Linked DNA regions of Mus musculus: regions 2, 3, 4, 5, 6 and 7 are each linked to region 1. The links are chromatin contacts, called in public HiChIP or PLAC-seq and promoter capture Hi-C maps. All regions are on one chromosome and are shown on one strand. Each heading gives the region's core, a stretch centred on a gene start, on an enhancer-like site or on the middle of the called end of the contact. The rest is flanking DNA. Distances are from core to core; before and after follow the strand shown. Region 1 holds the start of Bcl2l2 (BCL2-like 2). Region 2 holds the start of Nynrin (NYN domain and retroviral integrase containing). Region 3 holds the start of Nfatc4 (nuclear factor of activated T cells, cytoplasmic, calcineurin dependent 4). Region 4 holds the start of Adcy4 (adenylate cyclase 4). Region 5 holds the start of Nop9 (NOP9 nucleolar protein). Region 6 holds the start of Gmpr2 (guanosine monophosphate reductase 2). Region 7 holds the start of Tm9sf1 (transmembrane 9 superfamily member 1).

Region 1 (3,647 bases), core at 700-3,199:
CAGAGCAAAGGACTGAGCAGGAACTCAGAACTGCTGTGGATTCCAGCTGGAACAACAGCACTGACTGCCAGAGGGAAAGGAGGTCATTCTGAGGCATTCATTGTCAAGAGTTCAAACACAGGTCAGACTGATTTAGACTGAAGTCCTCACTCCTCTCCTTGGATGTGTGGATTTGGGTAAATGGTTTAATCCTTCCAAGTCTCAGCTTCCCCTTTTCAAGGAATAAGGATCAAGCAGTCTCAGGAATGAGGTGAGAATAAAACTTATACATGTAAAGAAAGATCTGTGGCTCACACCTGCAATACCATTTGGACTGCTGGCATAGACAGATTGTGAGTTCAAGGTCAGACTGACCTACAAGGAAGAGAGAGAGAGAGAGAGAGAGAGAGAGAGAGAGAGAGAGAGAGAGAGAGAGAGAGAGAGAGAGAGAACAATCAAAACAATCAATTCCCATAATGGATTGCTACTATGATCATTGTGGCTTCTCCGGTGACCACACAGACAAGTGGGAACATCAAGGTTTAGTGGGAGAAGCAAGGGGAAGTAACAAGAAAGAACTGAAGGAAAGAAGCATAATTGGGTTGCCTCTTTCTGGCCTTAACTGGAGTTCCAGAGCTGAAGAAATGGCAACCTTCAGGAGTCCTGGGTGGGGGGAGAGGTGGGAGGATCAGCACACTGATGAGTGCCCTCCTGTGGATCTGCTGTAGTCAGAAAGCTTCTTGCCCTGGAAACTTGCTCTACAGAAAGATATTATCACATGCTGGATAGTGGTGCCTCGGGCCTTTAATCCCATAGTGTCTGAGGCAGAGGCAGGCCAATCCCTGTGAGATCGAGGCCAGCCTGCTCTATAGAAGTGAGTTCCAGGGCAGCCAGGGCTACACAGAGAAGAAACCATGTTTCAAAATACACACACACTCGGTTTTTATATATACATATTTTTACATATATATATATACATAAATGCACATATAAATAGATATATGTATATTATATATACATATATGTGTATATTATAAATATGTATATGGAATATATAAAAATATAAAAATATTTACATATACTATACTGATATACTTTATATTTATATGTATATTGATACATTTATAAATTATATATAACATATATATTTATACTTATAAACATATTTATATTGTATGTGTATATATAAAAGCACATATTTATATAAACATATGTGTATGGATAAATGTATATATAATCCATGTATATGTGAATGTAGATATTCACATGTAAATTATAGATATATGTAATCTGTAAAACAGGTATTAACCCAACATTGGTAACCTGTATTTAGAGAGGGTGTGTAAGATTAGTAAGCTTGTATCAATTTGTGCCTTTTATTGTTTGATTTTTGTTTTAAATAGTAAGAATTAACTCCTGTGGTGGGTAACAAATGAAAAGAAAATCAATCTGATTACAAAAGATGAAGATTGCTTGTGGACACTGTAAACCAAGGCCTGACACCTTGATACCTAGCTGAAACTCCAGCCAAGGAAGAGCCCACTGCATTAAAGGTCCTGAGGGGAAGTATTTTTGTGTTTAGTGTTTCTACTAGCCCCACAAGGGCAAGAGGTTGTTCCCAGCTTAATAGGAACTGCTCTGCTTTTCCTAGGCACGCAATCCAAGCTGGAAAGTTCAACAAGTGCGTGAACAGAAGAGACCTTCCGGAAATGCTGAATTTGCACTGAGCTGCTGAGGCCCGGTGTGTTTCTCTGGGGACACTGCGGGCTTCGCAGGCAGCCGGCACAGGTCACTATGGCCTCTGAACAGCCCTTCAATGGCCCTCTCTTCCTGGAGTTGTGGCTCTTCCCAGCCCTGCCTCCCAGCCCCGCCCCTCTCTCTGGACGCATCTCTGTGTCCCATCATCACCCGGCGCCGGGCCCTCCCTCCCTGCCCTCCCCTCCTCCCTCCTTCCTTCCTTCCCTTCCTCCCTTTCTCCCTCCCTCCCTCCCTCCCTCCCAGCTCCTCCACCAGGAAACAACCGGATTCCGGATCCCGGCTGCGGCCTGACCCGTGAGATTCCTTAACCTGGCTGGCGGGCGGGGTTGGAGACCAGCTAAGGGTGGGGGAATGGGAGGAGCTGGGCCTTTGGGCTGCTCTTGGGGGTACCGGGAATAGAGATGGTGTCGGCAGGAAGCCCGTGGTCCCGGGTTTCCCAAGAGGGCAGTCATTAAACACGGAATCGGTCCCACAGCTGGCAAAGCTTTGGAGGTAGGGGCCCAGTCCCAGGCGCTGCAGTTCCAGTTCTTTCCGGGCCAGACCCAGGCCTTTCCCACCTAGTTCTCTCTCCCTCCCCTTTTCAGGGCTCCACTCTAGCCGGGAGGATGAAAGGCCTCAGCTGGGGGCTCCCTGCCACCAGCACTGGGTCCTAAGAGCTGCCATCCAGGCTGGGTAAGTGTCCTCTTCCTTTCTGCCCCATTACAGCCCTTGGCTTTTCCCATCTTCCTATTCAGCCCCTGTCTCCTCCCTATCTTGTGCCTCTGCCAACATCTTCGCATCATGCTCCTGGGGAGGTCTTAAGCCCCTTCCTATAGCCAAAAAGGGGTGTGTGTGTGTGTGTGTGTGTGTGTGTGTGTGTGTGTGTGTGTGTGTGTGTGTATAGAGGTGGCATACAGCTGGTGCTGTCGTATGAAAGGAATCTGAAGTAGTCTAAAAATAAGATTTCCTGTTGCACACTTAATTTGACATGTTATACGTGGCCAGCTGCTTATGCTCTGAACCTCCCCATGACTTAAATCCGTTGCTCTTTCTTGGCCCTGCCCAGTGCCTCTGAGCATTTCACCTATCTCAGGAGCTTGATCAAATAGGAAATGTCCCTTCTTGCTCTCTGTCAATAATTTCCTTATATTTATGTCAGTCTGTCATCCTTGCCCCTTTCAGCCGCCCGGATGGCGACCCCAGCCTCAACCCCAGACACACGGGCTCTAGTGGCTGACTTTGTAGGCTATAAGCTGAGGCAGAAGGGTTATGTCTGTGGAGCTGGCCCTGGGGAAGGCCCAGCCGCCGACCCGCTGCACCAAGCCATGCGGGCTGCTGGAGACGAGTTTGAGACCCGTTTCCGCCGCACCTTCTCTGACCTGGCCGCTCAGCTACACGTGACCCCAGGCTCAGCCCAGCAACGCTTCACCCAGGTTTCCGACGAACTTTTCCAAGGGGGCCCTAACTGGGGCCGTCTTGTGGCATTCTTTGTCTTTGGGGCTGCCCTGTGTGCTGAGAGTGTCAACAAAGAAATGGAGCCTTTGGTGGGACAAGTGCAGGATTGGATGGTGGCCTACCTGGAGACACGTCTGGCTGACTGGATCCACAGCAGTGGGGGCTGGGTAAGAAGTTCTCAATTGCTGCTCTCCGCATCCCTCTACAAAGTTGGTCTTCATGGGAAAATAGGGCCTCTGATGGGAGGCTGGGGTTGTGCTGGGAAGGGCTGAGTTCCCTTATTTAAGTGGAATCAGACTGAGAGCATCAAGCTCACAGTACTCCAGGGCTACCATGTAGTAGTAGCTGGATGGGCTTCACGGTCCCAAGCAGAAGACTGAATATAGAGTTTTATAAACAGAGAACCTTCAGCGAATAATTGTGACCCCTGCGTACATAGTATGGGTGGTGAGGCCGGTCAGGGATGGGTCATGGCT
Region 2 (3,647 bases), core at 701-3,200, 970 kb after region 1:
GGAAAGGAGACTGACTACCAGTTAGCAAGTGTCGCAGTACACTGTACACAGCTACGCTGGTATGTAATTCATTGCCTGAATTATGTAAGTTTACCTGTGAGAGCTGATGTCCATCCTGGGCCTTGGACTATTACCCCCATGTCTGTGAGCTAAAGCAACCAAGCACAAAAGTTTAAATAAGTTGCTTTAAAAGGATCTGTTTATGAAGTGTCTTATGCATGGCTTCTTTCTGCCCTCTGCATGGCCTCTTTGAACATAGGATTAAACCTGGGGCTTCTCCCTGACATCTTTAGCCCTGGCAGAAAGAATTTAGCATCACTAACAGAAGGGGTGGGGAGAGGCTGTGTGGCTCCCTTGCTCCTGGAAGGGAAACTGAGGCACACCCTTCCATCCTCTTCTGAGTCAGGGCCTCTGGGCTCAGCCTTCTGCAAACCCGGAGTTTCTGATGTGCCCTGCCAAGCCTGCCTTTTGATAGTACAATTAAAGGCAGGGAAAGTGGAGAGAAGTGGGGTCACTCAGACAGCCTCTGACTTCAAAGCCTTCTGGAGGGGCAGGGTTGAAGAACTCGTTACCCAGAACCCCACAGACCCACCTTTTATTTCTCTGAATTCCATTCCAGGGATGAGACCTTGTAAAGGTGGGGCTTGACCATCCAGTCTAGTCTGGCAGTAACCTGAATCTTTTCCCCCTGGGCCCCTTCTGCACAGCGTGCACCTCCCCACTGGCCTGCATACATACACACATCGGTGGCTCTGTAACACCGATGTCCTAGGAAAGGACTCAGTTTAAAAAAAAAAATAGCTGTCCTTTGTTCCCGTGGGTCAGGTCATACTTGTGTCTGTCAGACTGTGACTCTTGGTTTGTTTGGAAAGTAAGGTTCTCTCGAGGCCCCAGCTGCAGACTGTGCCTTCCCAGTGCCAGGCTACTTCAGGCTACAAGACCACATAAAGTGTTCTTTGTACTGAGCATGTCTCCAAGGCAGCTCGGGTTTTGAGAGTGTCCCCAGCCCAGGGCTAGTCTTGGACCACTGATGCCAACCATATGGCTGTGGATAAGGATGATTGGAGACCCTACCTCCCACTGGCTCCTCACACTCTAACTCACACTTGCTAAAAAAAGGGGTTCTCCTAAACAACCCGAGCCTGAAAACTCTGGCAGCTAACCCCCTGCCCCTCCAGCCCTGGGGGGCTTCCGCAGGGCCTGGGCCTAGAGCCAGTTCCAGGCGGTCCCCAGACTAGAGTGGGGGTGGGGGTCAGAGCTGTAACCCTTTACGTCCTGCTTGGTCTCCAGCCCATAGTTTCTACAGGCCCTAGCCTCTGTGGTCTCTCCACCCCATTTTCCCTTAACCCTTTCCTGCCACAAAGAGATGGGTGTAGTAAAGGGTTTTCAAGGGAAGTCCAGACGACCAAGGATCATGTGTGTGTGTGTGTGTGATGTGTTTGTGTGTGTGCGTGTGGTGTGTATGTGGTGTGTGTGCGCGTGTGGTGTGTATGTGGTGTGTGTGTGTGTAGAACACTGCTTGGAATCTAAAACCAGGGTCTCAGAGATCAACTCTTCAATCCTTCCTTTTCCTTCCTTCGAGGAAGGAACTTTGACCCCTGAACACAAAACTTGGGTGGAAGGCAGTTGCTTCCAAGACCCTGTTTGGCCCTCTCCCTCCCGCCCAGCCTCCTCTCCTTCCCTCCCTCAGTCTCCAGCGCCCCTTTAAGCCATCCAGCAGCTCAGGCGAGTTTATCCAGGGGGCCTGGCTTCGAGGTCGAAGGGGAGGAGGGGGTGGTGGTTGAGGGGGAGGAAGGGCGGCGGGAATCCGCTCGGTCCCACCCCTAGCTACAACCCTTAGCAGGAAGGGTTTGTCTCCCGTGCTGCGGCGGAAAGGGACGGAGCTGGGAGGGCGGGCGCGGAGCGCTGGCGGGTGGGTCGCAGAACCCACAGCAGGGAGGCGGTGGCGGGGGGCGCGCCTCAAGGAGGGGAGGCGTGGCTTAGGCTGCAGGGCTAGGTGGCTGGGGGCCTCGGTGCTGGGACCCGTGACACTTCTCACGCTTTCCAGGGGCCGGAGGGACAGCCATGCTTTTGTCGGGGGGTAAACCCCCAGCGCAGGAATGGTTCATGGTGCAGACAAAATCGAAGCCCCGGGTACACCGGCAGCGGCTGCAAGTCCAGCGCATCTTCAGGGTCAAGGTGACCGCTTTCCAGAGCCGTCCTGACACCCCTTACTTTTGGCTGCAGCTGGAGGGGCCCCGGGAAAATACGGGCAAAGCCAAGGTAAACAGCTTCGTTTTGTTCTTTCCTTTCCCTCCTAGTCAGATCCTCTCCCTCTCTCCTGAACAGTCAAGAGTCCCCAGAGGTGTTGAGCTTGTCCTGCTGTTTGGCTTGCAGGGTCTGGGCCTCCCTCCCTCCAGATCTGCGGGGCCCCTGCTCTGTCCCTCTGCTTCCTTCTTTCCCTTCTGCCCCACCCCTCTCTTACATGTCACTTCTGTCCTTTAAGTGTGCTGAGAGAACCTCTGCTGAGAGTCTCTTTCTACCAGCCTTCTCTGGTCAGAAACAGGCCCAGATTTTCCATCTTGGGATCAGTTTAAGGGCCTGCATTTTTGTGGCCTCTGCAACATATGTCTTTGTTCTCACCAAGACACTGGAAGGCCTCCGTTCTTTCTGTCTGCTTAAATCCTGGGCGGTTTCTCTGAGTACTGGGACCAGAGGAGGGCCCTAGAGACACTTGTAGAGTGGCGTTGGCAGTTTATAGACGAAGCAGTAGGACTCAGAGAGAGAGAGAGAGAGAGAGAGAGAGAGAGAGGGTGAGGGTCTGCCTCAGTCATCAGAGTCAGGAAGGAGTAGGTTGGTGGAGGTTGTAGAACCTAGGACCCTGCCGGCAGAGTAGGATGCATCTGTTCTGGAAGGCAGTGCCTTGGGATGCCAGGGAATCATGGACGTTGAGATGAAAGGGCCTGCTGTATGGAGCTGGATATTGGAGAGGCCAGGTTGCAGCTTGTCCCTTTTACGCTCATCTTGGCTTCTCTGCCTGGGCTCCTCCCTCTGGTTCAGTCACACCCAAGGGCCCCCTACTCCCTCAGATTCCCTTATCTTCTCCAGTAGGAATGCTCTGGACTCCCTTCTCTCGGATACAAGCTAGTCTTTAACCCTTTGGCTGAAGCTCTACCCACATCTCAGTTGGTCAGGGCCTAGGTAGGGGAGGCCCGGAACACAGCCAGCAGAAGGAAGGGGAGGCTGGGAAATTTCTCCCTAAACACGCCCATTAAGCTGCTGCATCAGCACTTTTCCAGTTCTGACAGAGGTGCTGGGGGAGGGGAGAGGTGTCTGCCCAGAGAACAGATGTGCAGGGCCCCTTAGTTTCAGAGGCTGGTGTAGGATAAGCTAAGAAGAGGCTTTTGGGTTCTTTATGTTCTTAATTTTTTTCCGTTACTGTTAAAGTACCACAGCTCAGCCTTCATGGAGAACTAATCAGCTGACCAGGGCCTCCCTAAAGATGGAGACTGAACCCAGGGCCTGTGCATACCACAGAGGCCCTCTGCCACTGAGCCACTTACTCCCCCTGGGCCCCTGAAGAGCACTGCTTGAGATGCTCCACTTTGTGTTTCTTGTTTAAACTTCAAGTCAGCTTCAAGCTTGTCAGCATCACAGCCTCTTTGGGC
Region 3 (3,647 bases), core at 308-2,807, 940 kb after region 1:
CTCGAGGTGTTCCTCGCGCCCCCTAACCGTGAGTTCCTCCAGTTCGGAGGTGAAGCAAGACGGGAATGTAACCTGAGAAGAACCCAAGGGGAGAGAGGGGGGCGGGGAGGGGGGAATCAAACCAGGCCCTCTCCCGGCTCGGCCTCGGAACATTCTTCTCTCCCGCCCGCCAAGCTTCTCCTCCCTGCCCCTCCCGCCTCGCGGCCCTGGGCTTGCAGCCGGGGCAGCGCCGCACGTCACTGGGGTCCCCGGGGGCTGGGGGGGTCCCCAGGACTGGCTCGAGGGAGGACTGAGGGGAGGGAGGGGCGCCGCCTCCGCCGCCAAGGAGCTGAGGCCCGCCAGGCCAGCCCCCCTTCCCTCTGCCCCGCAGAGCCTGTTTCTCATTAGAGTAATGGGCGCGGTCCCCGCCCGGCTCCCGAGTGTTTGTAAACGTCTGACCAGAGGGCCGGCGCTTAACCCTTTAGGTGCTGGACTGGGGTTTGCTGTTGGGGGACGCGGGTCGGAGCCTGAGAGATTTAGAGACTGGAGATTTGCCAGGTTTATTAGGGAAGTTTGGAGCATGTGGTAAGCATGCAAGGAGAATGGTGACTGCTCCCCTGTCTTGCAGCGCCTCCAGTCCGAATCAAGAATCTCCCGTTCTATTCTTTCTCTTCCAAATGGGACCTCTTTATGCTCGCCCTTCCTAGAAACTCCTGACCGGGTCTTCCTTCCCTGCCCAGGTGACAGGTGTCCAGCCGGTGGGCCTAAGTTTTTAGCTTCTGGCCTTTTCTAAACCCGGCCAGGAATTTAGGATGGCCGGGAGCAGAACGTCTTGGGATCAGCGAGCCCAGAGATCTGCAGCTTTTGGGACGAAGGAGCCGACTATCTCCTCCAAGGCTAATTAATGGCCTATCTAGGTGGCTGGGACAAGGGTATCAGCAAAGCCTGGCCTGGATCTACGCCCAGCGGGCTATGGGCCTTCAAAGGCTTCCTGGGGTTCGAAAGTTCTGAGAGGCTTCTGGGACAGCTAGAAGTTCTTCATCTTAAGGGAATGGTGGGGGGTGGCTTGTGGAGGTGGTGGCTAAGAACTGCAAAGGCTCCTTGGAGGTCCAGGTAGAGTGGTCTCAGCGAGGGTGGAGGAATGGCCTCCTCTACAGAGCAGCTCAGAGCCTCTCTCAATCCCAGATCTCTCTTCAACTCAAGATTTGGATGGAAAGGACAGTGAGGTGCCCTTTCTTGGGAGATTTTGGCTATCCTGCTCTTCAGAATGTACCGTGGGCCTGCTACAATGGGGGACGGGTGACAAAAATATGGCCTCTTTAAGGCGAGGGGACCCGGACCTCCCCACCCCCTACGCTGGGACTAAATAGGCTGAGGTTTGGGCTTTCGGTGGGAAATGATTGTCACAACTGTGGGCCAATAGGTACCATTAGGGTTCTATAACGTTTGAAGGGACCATTTTCCAATTCAGTTTTTTCTCCCTCTTTGGAGGGGGTGGGACTGGAGAGATGACCGGGGGCGGGGGGGGGGGGAACTAGGGGCGCGTGGTTTTCCCATCTCATCCATGGAGGAGGGGCCGGTGCATCCCGGGTAACCAATCAGAGACAGGCTGGGGGGGGGCCGCTTTGAAGAAGTTTGGGAGAAAAAAGTTTGGAAAAGTTTCTATAATAACGAGGGGGCGTCCGGAGGGAGGCGGCAGCGACAGAAGAGGGGGCGTCTCAGAGAAAGGGAGGGAGGGAGCTACCCTCGCGTGAAGCTACAGCAGCGTCCAGAGCTTCCCCCTCCCACCCAGGCGGGACCTGGGGGCTCCGGCCGGATCCATGGGGGCCGCAAGCTGCGAGGATGAGGAGCTGGAATTTAAGCTGGTGTTCGGAGAGGAAAAGGAGCCCCCCCCGCTGGGCCCTGGGGGTCCTGGGGAAGGTTAGTGCGGGGCTGGGTAGGGGTCTTTTGGCCAGTGACCGAAGGGCCAGGAAATCTCCAGTTTGGGAGCCTGGGGTGTGTGAGAGGGTGAGGTGGGTCAGAGGATGAAGGGAGCTGAGGGACTACCAAGGCTGTGGAAGTGAGGCTGGGGGCCACGGCATCATTTTTTTTTCCTTTTTAGGTCCTAACTGGGGTGGGAGTGGGGGTGTTGTTGGCTATGCGCCGCCTGCCGGCTAGGCCGACTGTCTCTGGGATGGGGTGCGGAAGGGAACCTTGGCCCCCAAGAGCCGGAGGTGCCGGCTTGGGAAGGGGAGGTTTGGCCCTGGAGTTAAAGGCTTTAGGACCTAGGCCTGGTTCTGCAGACGCGACGCCTGGGGCTGGGGGCTCCCTCGGGCAGCGCAGGGACACCCCTCCCCCTCCCCCTGTCTGGCCGCAATGAGAGGCAGATGGCGGGGAACGAGTCGGGGGCGGCGGCCGCCGCTTGCACGGAATCCGCGCTGCCCGCTACCCCCTCTCCCCCCCCCCCCCGTTGGCTGGGCCCCGCACGCATCACCCTTCGACTGCACCCCCGCCCCCTTTGGGGGGGGCGAGGGAGGAGTCACCTCCCCTCGTCACCACAGACATGCCCCCATCCCTCCCACCCCCAGGCCACAGTTGCGATGGTAACTGGGGTTTCTGCCAGCACCATTTGGGGGTTTGGGAACCGTCGCTAATTGGGTTCATGTGTGAGTCGCCCCCAGCCCAGCCCAGAGCCTGGGCAAGCACACCTCCAGGCCTGGCTCTAGAATTCCCCAAACCACCCCAGCCCACCTGCCCAGGACCAGAGTGTTAGAGTATGAGGTCCTGGCATGCCTGTATCTCTTTTCTGTCTTGTGATGTTCAACTTTGCTTTTGTCCGGAGACTAGGGGAACCTCTCCTAGCTAAGCATATCAGGCTTCAGGGGCTGACCATCCGAGAAACGTAGACATTTCACCAGCTTCTCTCTCTCTCTCTCCCTCTACTTCCCTTCCATTTTGACAGAGCTGGACTCAGAGGATACCCCTCCATGCTGTCGTTTGGCCCTGGGGGAACCCCTTCCTTATGGTGCTGCCCCTATTGGGATTCCCCGACCCCCACCCCCTCGGCCAGGGATGCACTCACCACCGCCCCGTCCCGCCCCTTCACCTGGCACCTGGGAGAGCCAGCCAGCTAGGTCGGTGAGGCTGGGGGGCCCAGGAGGTAATGCAGGGGGTGCTGGGGGTGGTCGTGTTCTTGAGTGTCCCAGCATCCGGATTACCTCCATCTCTCCCACGCCTGACCCGCCGACCTCGCTAGAGGACACATCTGAAACTTGGGGGGACGGCTCTCCTAGAGATTACCCTCCACCAGAAGGCTTTGGGGGCTATCGAGAGGCTGGAGGTCAGGGCGGAGGCGCTTTCTTCAGCCCGAGCCCTGGCAGCAGCAGCCTGTCTTCGTGGAGCTTCTTCTCGGACGCCTCCGACGAGGCAGCCCTGTATGCAGCGTGCGACGAGGTGGAGTCTGAACTTAATGAAGCAGCCTCCCGTTTTGGCTTGAGCTCTCCGCTGCCCTCGCCCCGGGCTTCTCCTAGGCCATGGACCCCGGAGGATCCCTGGAGCCTATACGGTCCAAGCTCGGGAGGCCGAGCGCCAGAGGATAGCTGGCTACTCCTCAGCGCTCCTGGGCCCGTCCCAGCCTCCCCTCGGCCTGCTTCTCCCTGCGGCAAGCGGCGCTATTCCAGTTCCGGAAC
Region 4 (3,647 bases), core at 753-3,252, 900 kb after region 1:
GATACTTTGAAGTTCTCTCAAGGTGAGAAAGAGCAAGTTAGGTGTCCTTCAAACCAGCTCAGCAAAGTATCTGAAAAGCATGCGCACAAAGGATATAGGGCTGGTGAGATGCTACAGTGGGGAATGGTGGGGGCCACCAAATGTTCTGGCTTAGTTTGCAGAATCCACGTAGTAAAAGATGAGAACTCATACCTTTGAGTTGTCTTTTGACCTACATACACACACACACACACACACACACACACACAGATAAATGAATAATAATATAAAAAACCATACACAAGGAAACAGGGGCCACTGACACGTGTTTTTCACATTAGATCAAGCCAAGAGAAATTTCTAAAACCCTACTGTTTTATCCACAGAGGTCAGCAGTGTCACCTGGCTCCACCTAATATATCTCAGACATTTGCATGGGACGAGGGAGAGCTACCCAGGAGGCCGGGCTACTCTTGGCTATTTGCAAGCCTGTGCTCTTCTACATTGCAGGTGTGTTAGAGTTTGTTTGTTTGTTGTTTGCTTATTTAGTTTGGAGGCAGGGGCTCATGTAGCTTGGGCTGGCCTCCAACTCACTGCAGCTGAGAACTTTGAGCTCCTGGTCCTCCTGTCCCTATCTCTCAAGCCAAGGGACTCTAGACTTGCCCGGCTATCCCCACAGGTAAAGGAGAACGGTGGCATCGCTTGGCTTTCGGAGTGAATGTCATCCAAATGGCTAATTTGCTTGGGAGAAAGAATTCCTTTCTCCTGAAGCCAAACCACTAAACTTGACAAATGTCTACCAGGGCAGCCCAAGTTTCTGCAACCCCTCGCCCCCCCCAGCACTGAGTTCTGAGTGGCTGCCTTTCCTCTAACCTATAAGCCCCAGTACTACCCTACCTCTCGTCCCTCCTCTTTCAGGACTTGGGGTAGACAAGGGTTAGTTCCCAGTCATTTGCCCCACCTTTCCTCCCAGGAGTGAAAGGGAAACCCAGAGTGGAATAGTTCCCCTTTCTTGCCCAGAATAAAAACGAAAAAACAAAAACAAAAACAAAAAAAGATGGAGGAAGGCAAAAACTATCTTTTGGAAGTCTGTGGGCACAGCTAGCAGCCCCACATTCCCAAATCTGGATAGAGAAAAAGTCAGGAAATGACTCTCCCCAGGGACATGAGTAGAGTTTCCTCTCTGGAAAAATGGAAAATCCGGTGTTGGATTTACTCGAGAACCAATAGAACACAGCGAGAAGCATTCGGGACTCACTTACGTCCTAGTATAGACCCAGAGACTAAGCTTAGAGGGTGGAGAGCTCTGTCACATGTAACCAGAGTCACAATTCATGACGAGGTTCAACGCTTCGTTTTTGGTTCCCAGCAAAGACATTATTAACTAAAAGACCTCGCAAATCTCAGATCTTCAAATGTCCCCAGCCCGAGGCAGCCCCTGCCTAGAGCTCCCACATCTAGCCCATCTTACCCTGCCGCTGGCCCAGGCGACGGCGGGCAGTGCCACCAGCGCGCAGAGCACAATGACCAAAAGCAGTATCAGCAGTGGGTACTGTTGGCTCAGGCTGTAGTAAGTTTCGTAGAAGAGATCTTCGCTGGGAGGAGGCCGGGGACTGAAGAGGCGGGCCATGGTCTTCCCCGCCCCAGCCCGGAGCCCCTGCCCTAGGGATCACAGGGCGCTGAGTCAATAACCTGGCCCGGACCACCGCGCTTTCCCATCTCTCCCGAAGCCACTCTCGGGCAAGCCACTAAGCTTTCAGCAGCAATAGGGTTCCCTGCTAAGTGCTCTCTCACAGGGCTCCCAGCTGTGACAGGACTTCTTTATCCTTCCCACAAACCATACCGTGCTAGTGTCCTGGCTGGAGCTGAGAAGAAGGTGCCGCAGACTCACCGCTTTGGGTCAAGCTCCAGAAGTTCTCTCAGCAAAGCTAGGCTCCAGGAGGGAACCTGGGTGGGATGGCTACTACTCACCTTCGCTGCTTTGCTAGTGGCTCAGGGCCTGCCGGGCGACTGGCACTTCCCTCTTGGCGCCAAGGCCCCCTCCCACTTCCCCGCGATACAGCCCAGCCCCTTCCCGTTCTGGAGCCTGACTCCCCTGGCTGCTTCCCATGCTCAGATTGCATTCTCTAATCATCACCTTCTCTCTTTCTTTAACGACGACGACGATGTCGATGAGCAGGTGGGCCGTGGGAGAAACACGAGGTAACGGGGTAAGGGGACGACAAAGGGATGTGACAAGATAAGGATACAACATTTGGAAGTGGGGAGGCCAAGGAAAGCCTGGGAGAAAGCGGGGAGGTGGGGGGGTGTCCTGGTACCAGCTGGGGCCGGGGTGTGGGCGAGGTCAGGAGTGACATTTCCCGTTCACTCTTGGTCCCTCTGATGTGGCCAAGTGTGAACTGTCTGGCCATTTTCAGCTCCTTGAGTTGGTGTTCCTTTTTGTTGGATATAGTTATCAATTCTTGGATACAGAGAATCAAAACAACAAATAAACAAACAAAAAACCCTGCTGCCATGCCTAGGAAAGCAAGGTGCAGGAGGTCTGTGCAGCAGGTGTGTGGTGGTCTAGAAAGCCTGGGGTGCCTTCGAATTTCCTGAGACACCTTCCTTCACCAGGGCCCCAAAACCCAGTGCTCAAAATCAAGGAGAAAAGGGAGAACTTTTCTCCTGTCAGCCTAGGCTTAGGGTGGTATCAGCCCTGAGCTCTGGAGGAAGTACCCTACCCTGAGACTGGAGCATTAGAGAGCAGAGCCCCTGATTCCTTCCTGCCACCAGCTGGACCCTGACCTTATGAGCCAGGAGGTGGCCTATATCTCAATATCTGGTCCCCAGGTCCCCTTTTCCTGTAGCACCAACTCCCCCCACACACACCTCACCCCCCCCCTCCAGGGTAGCCAGCTCCTGGCTGTCCATCCCTGATGCCCTGGATTGACACCTCAGACTCTCTCACAGTTAACATGCTATGTTTATTGACTTTAAGGAGATGGGTCAAGAGTCAGTTTGGGTGTAGGTCCAACTGTCCTCACAGAATGTTGTGAGCTTCAGGAAGTGGCAAGGACTGTCTTAGCCAGTCCAGGTTGCTTAAAACGTGCTTTTTATTGCCACGCTGAATGGCACACTTCAGGCTCTTGCAGTGATTCTCTGAAGTCTACTTGTGGAAGGGCTGCCAGCCCCTACCCCTGCCGAACTGTGCTTGGTCATACTTGGCCGAACTTGAGGCAGTAGTTCTTGGTGGTGCTACCAAGGAGTTGTAGTTCCCAATCTGCACTTCAGAACAGTTGTTGAAGACGAGAGCCGGTGGCCCTTTAAGAGGAAAGGAGGAGGTGATGGTGAGAGGGTTCAGAGGTTAGAAAGATGAAGTTGACAAGCACTTTGGGGAAAGGGGCAGCGACACCTTGTGATCTCCCTGGGGAATGCAAATGCAGGGTCTTCACCTGCTAGCTACTGCGTCCCAGTATGAGCTGTGCCTCTTCAGAATTAGTCTTGTAGAAGCTCAAAGAGTAGTGCCTGCTGTTTGGGTGTCTTTGATGGGAGACCTTCTGGACTTGCTTATCAATAAAGGAACTGTGGGGGCTCACAGACTCTGTGCTGGGAAAAGTCAGCCAATCCCGACTTTCTTTCGTTGTGTGACCTCAGTGGGATCCTCTCCTAGTGGATGTCATGTTCCT
Region 5 (3,647 bases), core at 586-3,085, 860 kb after region 1:
AAGTTTAGGAACTGAGAGCTCAGGACTCAGCCAACAGCTGGGACATGGCCATGCAATGGCTCCCTCTGGTGTCCGCTTTAGGAATTTCACCACAATGGCACCTCCCACAACAGAGCAAGGTACATTGGACTTCAGATTTAACATCCGCTTTCACTGAGGGCTACCATATGCAAGACCTTACTTTGTAATTATTCTGCTAATTCCAGGCAAGAGATGAGGCATGGCGTCCACTCTCAGACAGAAGTAACCATCCTCTTTGTCCTTTCCGACTCCCTTGCTGCTCACTTGGAATTCTTACTCAGCCTCTGCTCCTTCCCTCACTCAACCAATGCTCTGACTCCACAGTGAAAAACTAAAGCTATTAGGCATAAACTACTGCTACTTCCTATTTTGCCTTGCCTCTGAAAAATGTGACCCTCCCACCAGAGGAAGAAGAGTACCTATTCTCCAGGGGTGAGCCCAGGGTCCTGCTTCTGTCCTGCTCAAACTGCAGCAATGCCTCGCCTGACTTCAAGTCTTTTTCTTCAAGTCACTTCTTCACAATCCAGCCAGGGTGAACTATCTAAAACTTAAATCGTCTTCTAACTGGATCACCAATCTAAGCCAACTAAAGCCTAAGAGCTTTTTTGAGAGGGTCTTACTACATAGCTCAAGCTGACCTTCAACTTGAAATCTCCTGGCCCAATGTCTCCAGTGCTGGGTTATATAGGCATGCATGCCATGCCGGCTTTTTTCCTCCCCACAAGGTCTCACTCTGTAGCCGGTTTGGAACTCACTATGTAGACCTTGAAATCACAGAGAGGTTCTGGCTCCTGAGTGCTGGCATCAAAGGCATGCAAAACCCAATGCCAGGGAAGAGGAAAATTAGAGGAAGCCACCAGTACAATTTTTTTTTCTTTGCAAAACCTGAAACTCTCAAACAGAAAGATTTTTCTTCCCATTAAGCTCTCTTGGTAGAAAAAAAATCAATCCTAGATTATTATTTATGGTATTCAGTAAACATTGCGATTTGTTGGGGGGGGTATAGTAATCACAGTGATTAATTCAGGTGGTCACTTACCTCCTGGGCAGTAGCTCTAAGCGTATCCAGATGGCGGCCGGTAATGTAAACTGTGGCACCTGCTTTGCAAAGCTGTAAGGCAATGCCACGGCCAATACCCCTGGAGGCACCAGTTACCACACACACTTGGCCCTTCATAGGCGCTACCATGACTCACATCAAAGGGGATATCTGTGGAGGTAAAGAGTCGCTTTGAGGGAATCCTGTAGATTGTGTGCTGAATCCAGGTCTCTGTGAGGGCTAGACAAGTTTGGACTATTTTGAGGGGAGAGAAATTTGACAGAAGGATACCTGAGTCAAAGTCTCAGGCCAGGCTGTCCTTTTAGGAGAGTCCCAGGACTCTCCAGCGTTACACACAATACTATCACGAACCTCTGAGTGAAGCTGACTTGGTAGGGAATCTGGCAATGCAGCCTAACAGGGTATGGCCACGAAGAGTCCTGGGCTCTCTGGAGTTCTGGCTACCCGTCCAGACCCACGGAGAACCGCGAATCCCTGACCCCTGAAGTGGTCAGAGCCTTACCAGCAGCAGACGCAGCCTCTGGGTTTCTTTCTGCCCAGATCGCCAGATCTATAGTTTGAGAACTTTGATTCTTGCCACGTTGGAGTGCGTGCCTGGATGGAAGTCCGGGTGCGGATAACGATGATATGGAACCAGTCAAAGATAGCCCTGGAGTTCCAGGGTCAGACCCAGTGGGGTGGAGTCCGCAAATGGGGAAGGGCGACCTGCAGCCACGCCCATCATGCCCTCCCGCCCGCCCCGTCGCAGACTCATGACGTCCCCGTGCGTCCGGAGCGCGCCGGCGGTTGTGGGAGCTGCAACCGGGAAGCGTGAACGGCTGGTCCCAAAGCACGCATGGGGTTGGGGCCGCGTTCCGCTCACAAAGCGCGACGCCAGTTCTCGGGTGCCGGCCGGCGGGGACGCGCGGCCCGGGGTTCGGGACGTCCCCCTCCCGGCCGCGATGGTTATCCCCGGCTGCCGGCAGCCGCGCGTGCGGAGCAGGCCCCCGAGGCTCTCCCGCATCTGAGCCCGGAGGCTCTTGGATATTTCCGACGGGCGCTGTCAGCGCTAAAAGTGGCTCCCGACGCCGCCGAAGAACGAGGTAGGAGCAGCTAACGCCGTGGGTTAAGTGGAAAACCCACACGCCGAACTTTCAGGGGAGGTCTTGGCTAAGTGATGGGTAAGTCTTCTCCTCCTCTCAGCCTAACGGTTTATTTATGACCCCATTTTTTTTTTTTAAAGAGTTGATGGCGCGCAATATTTTGAAGGAAGTGGAGGCTCAGGCTCTAGCCTTGGCCACGAACAGGACTGGTAGCGAAATGCTGCAGGAGCTTTTGGGGTTCAGTCCTTTGAAACCCCTGTGTCGAGTGTGGGCCGCTCTGCGCCCCAACTTGCGCTTCGTGGCTTGTCATCGGTGTGGGGTCCACGTATTACAAAGTGCTTTGCTGCAGCTACCTCGATTGCTGAGGCGTCCTGCGGAGGCAGAGGAGGAGGAGGAGGAAGAGGAGGAGGGTGGTCCCTCGCAAACTCTGGAGGAGCTAGTCCTGGGACTAGCCGCTGAAGTGTGTGATGATTTTCTGTTCTTCTGTGGAGACACGCATGGCAGCTTCGTGGTCAGAACTCTGCTGCAGGTCTTGGGAGGTACTCTTTTGGAGTCCGAGAGAGGCAAGCCCCGTGGCTCCCAGTCGTCTGGTAAGTACTGTAAGAAAGGGAAGAGGGGTTGGTGAGCAGGAGTGGTCAGGAAGTTCCGAAGCCAGTAAACAGAAGAGTTCATCTTTGTGGTGAAACTTGACCGTAAAGAATCAGCAGACCCTTGGGGCAGAACCTGGAAGGCCAAAGTATAGTGTGCCTAGTAAGGATGGATACACTTGAATTCAAGGACCAACTATTACTAGCAGAGACACAGAGGGAGCAATGTGTTTCACATTTTTATTTCCACAACTCAGAGTAAGAATTTTTTTTTTTTTAAATACGTCTGGGCATGTGTACACACTCGAATGTGTGTGCCTTCTGGAGTGTTCTTGTGGAGGGGAGAAGACGACTTTGTGGGTGTCAGTTCTCCCCTTCCACCATGTGGGTTCTGGGTATTGAACTCAGGTTGTCAGGCTTAGTAGCAATCACTCTTATCATAACCTTCCCGGCTCCGATACTTTCTTTGGAGACAGAGTCTCCCAGATAGCCCTGCTGGCTTTTGACTTGGGTTGTAGCACAGGCTGGCCTTGATGCTCCTGCTCGCTCCTGCCTTCCAAGTGCTGGGATTGCAGGCTTGTGCTGCTACCATGCCTAACTAAACTGGCCTTGAACTCAGAGCTCCACCTGCCTCTGCCTCCCAAGTGCTAGGATTAAAGGTGTGCGCCACCACTTGGCGGCTGCTTTGTTTTTTGGGCAAGTTCTTACTGTGTAGCACATGCTGGTCTGAACTTACTATGTAAGCTTATGCTGGTGTCCAGTTTATTGACTTTCTGCCTCAGCCTCTCTAATACTGACATTACGGGCGTATGCCTTTCCACCTGGCTGGGAAGTTTGTTTCTAACCCTAATGTGATTTGTGTGTGGATGTTGGATCTAAGCAAAAGTTCAGAAAAAG
Region 6 (3,647 bases), core at 770-3,269, 790 kb after region 1:
GGTGGCTCACAACTACCTGTAATTCCAGTTCCAGGGAATCTAGTGGCCTCCTTGGGCACCACCAGGCACACAGGTGCCAAGACATATAAGCACGGACAGCACCCATACACACACATATACTAAAGATGCGATTTAAAAAAAAAGAATAGGCAGGTGCTGCAGAACAGAAGTTAGACAATATTAAGACGATGTCTGCCTGTAATCCTAGCCTCTGGCGGTTCACATGCAGCAGGCTGTGAGACTGTGGATGGGGGGCTGGGGGTGGGCTGCTTGTCTTAGCAATTAGAGGGCTAACACAGGTGGATCTCCACAAGCTTGAGAGCAGCCTAGGCTACAGAGGCTGGTTCAAAATCCCAAGTAATCCTCCACCTCCACCACCACCGCCATCATAGATCCACTGAACAGGGAGGGACTATCATTCTTATGATCCATTAAGTCTGAGCCTACCCAAAACACAGTGTTGTATATATTAAAAACAAAGAATAAAATGGTGTTTAAAACTCAAAGACCTGCTGGGCAGTGGTGGCGCACGCCTTTAATCCCAGCACTTGGGATGCAGAGGCAGGCGGATTTCTGAGTCCGAGGCCAGCCTGGTCTACAGAGTGAGTTTCTGGACATCCAGGGCTGCACTGAAAAACCCTGTCTCCAAAAACAAAACAAAACAAACAAAAAGAGTCAAAGACCTATTGCTAATTCATAGATTACCCATGTCTGAAAAACAGTAATCATCAACTTGCCCTCTGACTTCAATCTTTAATTAAAGTTTTTTTTGGAAGGAATGTAGAAAAAAAGGCTAATAGTTGACGTGTCCAGTAACTGAAGATAGACTGAACACAGCAATGAAAAGGTCAGATTAATGCCAGGCCTCCTCATTATTATCATTTTTGTGTCTCTGTCTAAATGTACAGCAGAATGGCCTGATGGGTTTAAAACTGAACATCTACGGGAGTTGAAGACAGAGTACCAAGAACCAACGCATCGATAAGTAGCCTAAATTAGCCAAAGAAATGAGGCTAGTTCTTAATGTCCAGTTCCGACAGAAGGTGCCTAGTACCACTCCGAGCTTAGCTACTGTAAGACGGGTGAGACACTAACCTTGGCTCGTAGTCTAGCTACTGAAAGGCCCTCACTTTCATCAGACTCTAATCAGTGCTGTGCTCTGGAGGGAGCCTGTGTTAGGGCCTGAGAGAAGTATACAATCTAGGCATGAAGAACAGGGGACAAAGCTTTCCCAAAAAATTCTGGAGTGAGGAGCCAAGCTGCTGCCAGGCCTTCTCTATGACTGCAAGGGCTTGAATACAGTGAGACCAGGACAAACGCTGCCTCCTTCTGGGTCTGAATACAGACTGGCAAGAAAGTAGGACAGGCTTCCTTGTAAGACCCGAAGTCTTCAGGCTGGATCGGCCTCCAGAGCTCAAAGCCTCCCGGGGTCCCCCTAGTTCCCATCAAGCCTCGCGCAGGGCCCCGAGGGTGTCAGCCCTCCAAGTTCAGGAAAGGCATGGTTTTCCTTCCCGCCTCTCCCTTAAGGCGCAGCGGCCAACCCTGCACCGAGTCTTGGAAAGTCTGGAAACGCTCCCACCTTCACTTTAATTAGCATCTTCTTCCCAGGTTGGGGTTGCAGGCGGCTAGAGTGCTGCTTCTCCCGCTGTGGTCGCTGCTGCCGCTGCCGCTTCCCAGCACTCCACGGCAAGGAACACTTCTGCTTCCGGGTCACTCTCTGGACCCACCCTCTCCTCTTTCCACCGGGTTCCCGAAACGCTCAGGAGTGCCCTCGTGTTCTGTGTCAGTGGGGTTGTAAAGAGAAAGGCAAGTCGGCTAGGAACAGCCAGACGGCGCCCTGAGACCCCGCGCGTGGCCACCGAACTGGTGTTAGCGGCGAGCTGGAACGGAACAAACTACTTGTCCCATCATGCCTGGAGGCAGCTCTGTCCTTTGCATCCTAGGAGTTGTAGTTCTTCTGCCGCTCGCACTCAACGGCAGCTTGAGTGTGTGGACTCTGTTACCCAGAAGGCCTTGCACAGCGCCCGAAGCTAGAATTCCTTGGGTAGTCGAGTTTGCAATTAGCGGAACTCGTTCGAGTGGCCCTGAAGGCTCATCGAGGCTGCACGCGGCTAGTTGCTAAGCAAAAGAATCTTTGGTCAACTGCCACCTGAGTCAAAGCAACAGGAAGTGAGTACCGCTATGCCGGAAGCTGGTTAAAATCTCTTTTCTCATCCCTAAGTTAGCTTCTTACTCTAAGTTGCCCTTTGCAGGGGCGAAAAAAGGGAGAGTAACTAGGTAAGGAAGCACCTTCAGGAACCATAATCTCTTCCCAATTCTCCCTAAAAATCATACCTGGGATTGAAGCATTAGGATAATCCAGACACTGGATGGTCCCAGGGAGACTTGAAGAACCACACCCTGATCTGACTTTACACAGTTTAAGCGTGAGAGGCGAACTTTGTTACTTCCCAGTCTTACAGCCTCATTTTTTTTTAAATCTAACTCCAGCTTTGCATCATGCCTCATATTGATAATGATGTGAAACTTGACTTCAAGGATGTCCTGTTGAGGCCCAAACGCAGCACTCTTAAGTCTCGAAGTGAGGTGAGCCAGTTGTCTTCCTTGGTTTTTATTTATTTATTTATTTTTACCTCAAGCTTCTAATGGACCAGGTCCAAGAAAGCTGTCAGGTTCGAGAACGATACATATTTTCTGAATGAATGAAATCTTAATGTCCTCTTAATGTCTGCAGGTAGAGCTCACAAGATCATTTTCGTTCCGGAACTCAAAGCAGATGTACAGTGGCATCCCTGTCATTGCTGCCAATATGGATACCGTGGGCACTTTTGAAATGGCTAGGGTTCTCTGTAAGGTGAGATTAACCTTATGCCCCCTACCAGATCTTCTCCCAGCTAGCGGCTACAGAGGAATTGCATCTGTATTCCCAGTCTCTGGCAATTAACAGAATGTTGTGTTTACTATTTTTTTTTCCATTACTAAGAACCATTTGATCAGTTCAAAGATCTGTCTGAACTAGTGAGATTCAAATTTAGATCTGTTTCATCTTTTTTATTATAATCTCCCATAAATTATATACTTTACCAAATTCTTCCAGTGCCCACCCAGGTCAACCCAAGCACATGCATTTCTTCAGTCAGTCATTGTTTGAACATTAAGCAGTCACTGTTTAGTCCAGAAATTAAATACTGTTTTGAGTATTTAAAAATTTTCAACCTGGGATATTACAGAAAAAAGGAGTTTATTAGTTTTCTTGTATGCCTACTATTATTTTAATTTTTCACTTCTTTAAGGTTCTTTTAGGTTCCTGGGAGTTTCTGAGATCTATCCCAAATGGAAGTTTTGTTCTTAAATACAGATTGTTCCCTTTGAAAATGGAAGACACTGCTCCTGACAGTAATATCACTTGCCTCTATGCATGTAGTTGAGAAGGTAGATAGTTGCCTGGGCACTTTTGAGAACATAATGTGCTTTGCTGATTAATCCTAGTATCCCTAGTTGGTGGGTTCTGTTTCTGTTTGTGGCTGTTGGCCTTAAAGACCTGGGTTTTTGTTTGTTTGTTTTTCTGTTTTTGTAGAATGTTTGTTGTGCTTTCTCTGAGATTGATAATTATGGAGTTTTATTACTTTATTCCTGTTACCATTTAC
Region 7 (3,647 bases), core at 315-2,814, 760 kb after region 1:
GGTGGTGCACGCCTTTAGTCCCAGGACTGGGGAGGCAGAGGCAGGTAGATCTCTTGTGAGTTCAAGGCCATCCTAGTCTACAGAGAGAGTTCCAGGACATCCAGGGCTGTTGTTACATAGAGAAAGCCTATCTTAGTTGATGGGTAGAGATCTGGTATAGAACAAACCTGTTATCCCAGCACTTAGAAGGTTACTATTGGGTTTGAGGCTAGCCTTGGCTACATAGTAAGACCTTATCTCAATGTTCAAAACAAGAACAAACCCCTAAACCAACCAAACCAAATGTCTTTATACACTGCCAAAGTACCTAGGTACAAAACTGTTTTCCATTGAGACTCACTGACTGATTCTGGTATATTAGCCCCAAAAAAGAACAAGGATCTCTTTGCTAGGATAAAGTCTCAGAAAAATAAATGGAGCAAAGTATAAAAAGACTGGAATTAAGAAGTTCCAAAATTTGCTAAAGGAAAAAAAAGAAAAGTAACAGGGAAGGCTAAAAAGTAAAAAAAAAAGTCATGGAAAAAAACAGAGGCATGTACGGAAGGAGAGAGACTTGCACAGGACTCTGGGACCTATTACTGACAGCGAAGAGCCTTAGGCTCTAAGCTCCCCGCTCTGCATCTCTGGATCCATGTTATCTTGAAAAGTCAGTTTGGAACATCTAAGCAAGTACACGGGGTTGTAGTTGGAGTCCAAACATAATTTCCATAAAGGTACCATAGATGCAAGGCACCCTTAGTCCCTAGCAAGGAGGGCTGAGTGATATGTACCGCGGAGAGCAGCTGACCTGTGCAGAACTGAGCTGCATGTGACACAGAATTCTCTTCTCCACATTCTCCCGAAAGCGGATCTCGTACAAAGATTCGGCCATTCGGTCCCCATCCAGAACTTCACCCAAACTAAGACTTTTGTGGCGGATCTTCTCAGGACAGCAGACTGGAAGCTGATAGTAGTGGTAAGTTTCCTGAGGGTTATGGTAGGGTCCCACTTTGTTGACATATAGAATGACAGGGTCGCCGGGCTTGTAGTGTGTGACACCTTCCACCCATGGCCCATGGCCTATGCCCAGCAACAGTATCAGGACTGGCAAACAATGGCAGCTCCAACTTCGAGGGTACCCTAGGACTGTCATCCTTAAGGCAGCAGAACCTGTTGGGGGAATCCCGTGGTTACAGAAACTAGGAATCAAATCATGATGACCCGGTTCTGGTCTCTCAAGTGCCCATTGGCTCCACCTCCTCCCTTCGGCCTCCCGATCCCCACACCACAGAACTTATCTATCCCAAAGACGGGGCCTGGCGTGCACTCAATAGTACTCCCAACCTAGGGTTCACGCCTCTAGGCCTCCCCAGCCCGGGGCTGCGCGTGCCAACCCGTTTCTATAGCAACGCCCGGCGGGCTCGCTGCTACGGAAGGGGCACTCGCCGCAGCTCCAGGGTCCTCACTGCGAGGTACCGGCTGGCCAAAGAGGCGCCAGTGGCCTCACGGGGCCCCGTAGCTGCCCTTGGGCTTCTGCCCCGGTCTTCCAGACAGCGGCGCCGGAGCGGTAGGCTTGCGGAGGACCTGACGACGGACCTCCTCCGGGTTGTCCGCCGCTGCGCCTGATTGCCGCGGCTGCTGCCACGTCGCCGGCGTCCGCCCTCGGCTCATTCGAATGCTCCTGGAAGAGCTCTGGTTCGCCCGCAATCCGGCCCGGCCACGGATTCCACGATGCTCGCTCCCCGAGCCACCGAGCGATGCCAGTGGTCGTCCCGGCGAGCAGCACCGCAGCCCGGACACGTCAGTCTTACCACTTCCGCCTTCGCCGACGGGGACCTCAGCTCCGGGAAGGCGGGAAGGCTCTTCTCCTGAGCCAAGAGCTCCGCGATGCTCGCCGGTGTGTCGCGGGCGGCTTCCCACGGGCTCTCGCGCGGCTGGGCTGTCCTCTCTAGGATGGAGAGAGACAGCTGGGGAGCGGGAGCGCGGCACCCGCCCCCGGCTGCTGAGGTCGGCCCGGACGCGGAAAGTTGTCCCTAACCTGGGCGGGGCGGGGCTTTGTGCCGCGTTCCCACGCCAGGGACCTGTAGCCTCCAACACCTTGGTAAAGGTGCCCCTCCGAGGCTTTCTGGAGGCACGGACCGGTTATTGTTGGCAACAGGCATGCGGGAGGTAGGTGAGGTGCACCTACAGTTTGCCATTTCACCCTGCAAGTTGTGCGGGTTGACAGCGCGTTTTTTTTTTAAGATTTATTTATTTATTATATGTAAGTACACTGTAGCTGTCCTCAGACACTTCAGAAGAGAGAGTCAGATCTCGTTATGAGATGGTTGTAAGCCACCATGTGGTTGCTGGGATTTGAACTCGGGACCTTTGGAAGAGCAGTCGGGTGCTCTTACCCACAGAGCCATCTCACCAGCCCGACAGCGCGGTTTTTGATCGGAAGTAGGTTTTTGTTTTGTTTTTTGAATGTGGAGTCCCTGCAGACCTCGAACCCGGGGTCTTTTGAGTCTCCGCCTTCAGAGTTTCAGAGCTTACAGGTACCATCTCACTTCCGTCATTTTGTTCCCAAGTTCGTCTGTGGGACGTTTGGACTTCTCCCTAACTTTGCAGGTTTCTTTGAACGCGTTACTTTTGTCTGGCTCAAGCTGTTGTGAAGGGGCTCTGCCCCTTTTGAACAGTGACTTTCACTTGGCAACATGGGAGCAAACGGAAGGAAGCTGACTTCAATTTTTCTATTCTGGCGGAAGCAAGTACTGAGAGAAATCACAAGCAGCCATTCTTTCCTCACTCCTACGACTGTTCTTTTCTGATCCACCCACTGTCCTGAAGCGGTTAGAGTCTAGGAAGCTAGGCTTGAGCCAGACACAGTGGCTTTTGTTTTGACCCCTTTGCCCTCCTCAAGACAGTCAGTCTTGCTGTGTTGCCTGACTGGCCTTGGAACTGCTGCCGAAGCAATAGCCCTGCCTCGGTTTCGCGAGTAGCTGGGACTGCAAGTGTGTGCAAGGCTTGCGGTACTGAGGCAGGCCTGACTGAGTTCTGTGGTTAGGAATAACTTAAGATGCTTTGGAGTTTTCTTTGGATGACCTACCCAGTGAAGCCAGAAATCAAAGCTTCTCTTAGCACCTCTCAAATCGCAAGCTCCCTTGATTTGTTTCCTGATTCTTTGTTTTCCATCATTTTCTTGATGTAGAGGCCCCATACTCTTTCATGTCAACCACCTTGCTAGCCTCTGAGCCACCTTCCTCTGGGACCATTTTTCAAACTACTGCTGGAAGGACTGTTAAACCGGCAGTACCTCAGGAAGAGAAGGGGCTGAGTATCGGGTTCTGGGGTTGGTTAATTGGAGGTTTTATTGAGACGGGTCTCGGCAGCCTCATCTGGCCTCAGACCTACAGCGATTCTCTTGCCTCAGCAAGGGGTCTCAGGGTGAGCCACTGTGCTACATTTGTTGTTTGTGTTTCTCTGTGTAGCCCTGGCTGTCCTGGAACTCACTCTGTAGACCAGGCTGGCCTCGAACTCAGAAATCCGCCTGCCTCTGCCTCCCGAGTGCTGGGATTAAAGGTGTGCGCCATCACCGCCCAGCTCTTGTTTTTATTTCTACCTTTTCATATCTATCTAGCTTTAAAACAATTGTGTATGTATGCCACAGATGTAGGGATGCCCAAGGA

The links. Promoter capture Hi-C pulls out the DNA fragments that hold promoters and counts their contacts. HiChIP or PLAC-seq counts read pairs in DNA pulled down with a chosen protein or histone mark. Capture Hi-C pulls out chosen DNA fragments and counts their contacts.
Region 2: a contact with region 1 is called in an H3K4me3 HiChIP or PLAC-seq map of craniofacial prominence, with 4 times the contacts expected there. The contact joins the promoter of Nynrin here to the promoter of Bcl2l2 in region 1. A contact is called at or near these places in 2 of 39 promoter capture datasets (the 3T3-L1 cell line and maxillary cranial neural crest), 1 of 115 datasets of contacts at active chromatin or transcription factors (craniofacial prominence) and 2 of 9 other capture datasets (adipose tissue and embryonic stem cells).
Region 3: a contact with region 1 is called in a promoter capture Hi-C map of second pharyngeal arch cranial neural crest, with 4 times the contacts expected there. The contact joins the promoter of Nfatc4 here to the promoter of Bcl2l2 in region 1. A contact is called at or near these places in 4 of 39 promoter capture datasets (the C10 cell line, cranial neural crest, pre-B cells and 1 more) and 1 of 115 datasets of contacts at active chromatin or transcription factors (embryonic stem cells).
Region 4: a contact with region 1 is called in a promoter capture Hi-C map of liver, with 3 times the contacts expected there. The contact joins the promoter of Adcy4 here to the promoter of Bcl2l2 in region 1. A contact is called at or near these places in 3 of 39 promoter capture datasets (cranial neural crest, liver and pre-B cells) and 1 of 9 other capture datasets (liver).
Region 5: a FOXA1 HiChIP or PLAC-seq map of pancreatic cancer cells shows a contact between it and region 1. The contact joins the promoter of Nop9 here to the promoter of Bcl2l2 in region 1. A contact is called at or near these places in 3 of 39 promoter capture datasets (the C10 cell line and liver), 1 of 484 Hi-C or Micro-C datasets (the C2C12 cell line), 1 of 115 datasets of contacts at active chromatin or transcription factors (pancreatic cancer cells) and 1 of 9 other capture datasets (liver).
Region 6: a promoter capture Hi-C map of liver shows a contact between it and region 1, with 3 times the contacts expected there. The contact joins the promoter of Gmpr2 here to the promoter of Bcl2l2 in region 1. A contact is called at or near these places in 15 of 39 promoter capture datasets (the 3T3-L1 cell line, 3T3-L1-derived adipocytes, the HPC-7 cell line and 10 more), 4 of 484 Hi-C or Micro-C datasets (B cells, muscle stem cells, pre-B cells and 1 more), 6 of 115 datasets of contacts at active chromatin or transcription factors (astrocytes, bone marrow-derived macrophages, embryonic stem cells and 2 more) and 2 of 9 other capture datasets (adipose tissue and liver).
Region 7: a promoter capture Hi-C map of hippocampal neurons shows a contact between it and region 1, with 7 times the contacts expected there. The contact joins the promoter of Tm9sf1 here to the promoter of Bcl2l2 in region 1. A contact is called at or near these places in 13 of 39 promoter capture datasets (the 3T3-L1 cell line, the C10 cell line, cranial neural crest and 9 more), 1 of 484 Hi-C or Micro-C datasets (B cells), 6 of 115 datasets of contacts at active chromatin or transcription factors (astrocytes, embryonic forebrain, embryonic stem cells and 3 more) and 1 of 9 other capture datasets (embryonic stem cells).

Annotation. Positions count from the first base shown.
Region 1 is chr14:54,881,476-54,885,122 of GRCm38.p6, forward strand. Bcl2l2 (BCL2-like 2) reads left to right here and starts at 1,950. Exons shown (of 4, transcript NM_007537.1): 1 at 1,950-2,031; 2 at 2,322-2,409; 3 at 2,899-3,338. The coding sequence starts at 2,907.
Region 2 is chr14:55,852,165-55,855,811 of GRCm38.p6, forward strand. Nynrin (NYN domain and retroviral integrase containing) reads left to right here and starts at 1,951. Exons shown (of 8, transcript NM_001040072.1): 1 at 1,951-2,262. The coding sequence starts at 2,065.
Region 3 is chr14:55,823,238-55,826,884 of GRCm38.p6, forward strand. Nfatc4 (nuclear factor of activated T cells, cytoplasmic, calcineurin dependent 4) reads left to right here and starts at 1,558. Exons shown (of 10, transcript NM_023699.3): 1 at 1,558-1,899; 2 at 2,921-3,647. The coding sequence starts at 1,800. Gm41159 (a long non-coding RNA gene) reads right to left here and starts at 352. Exons shown (of 3, transcript XR_874646.3): 1 at 1-352.
Region 4 is chr14:55,782,070-55,785,716 of GRCm38.p6, forward strand. Adcy4 (adenylate cyclase 4) reads right to left here and starts at 2,003. Exons shown (of 26, transcript NM_001361604.1): 1 at 1,823-2,003; 2 at 1,451-1,641. The coding sequence starts at 1,609. Ripk3 (receptor-interacting serine-threonine kinase 3) reads right to left here. Exons shown (of 10, transcript NM_019955.2): 10 at 2,926-3,282. The coding sequence ends at 3,128. It overlaps Gm32092 (a long non-coding RNA gene), which reads left to right and starts at 2,010. Exons shown (of 5, transcript XR_874644.2): 1 at 2,010-2,181.
Region 5 is chr14:55,743,858-55,747,504 of GRCm38.p6, forward strand. It overlaps Nop9 (NOP9 nucleolar protein), which reads left to right and starts at 1,836. Exons shown (of 10, transcript NM_026403.3): 1 at 1,836-2,163; 2 at 2,304-2,753. The coding sequence starts at 1,917. Dhrs1 (dehydrogenase/reductase (SDR family) member 1) reads right to left here and starts at 1,827. Exons shown (of 9, transcript NM_026819.3): 1 at 1,584-1,827; 2 at 1,061-1,231. The coding sequence starts at 1,210.
Region 6 is chr14:55,670,216-55,673,862 of GRCm38.p6, forward strand. It overlaps Gmpr2 (guanosine monophosphate reductase 2), which reads left to right and starts at 2,020. Exons shown (of 10, transcript NM_177992.2): 1 at 2,020-2,169; 2 at 2,491-2,586; 3 at 2,735-2,854. The coding sequence starts at 2,500. Nedd8 (neural precursor cell expressed, developmentally down-regulated gene 8) reads right to left here and starts at 1,665. Exons shown (of 4, transcript NM_008683.4): 1 at 1,580-1,665. The coding sequence starts at 1,597.
Region 7 is chr14:55,641,807-55,645,453 of GRCm38.p6, forward strand. Tm9sf1 (transmembrane 9 superfamily member 1) reads right to left here and starts at 1,565. Exons shown (of 5, transcript NM_001360063.1): 1 at 788-1,565. The coding sequence starts at 1,132. It also overlaps a transcript of Tssk4 not described here.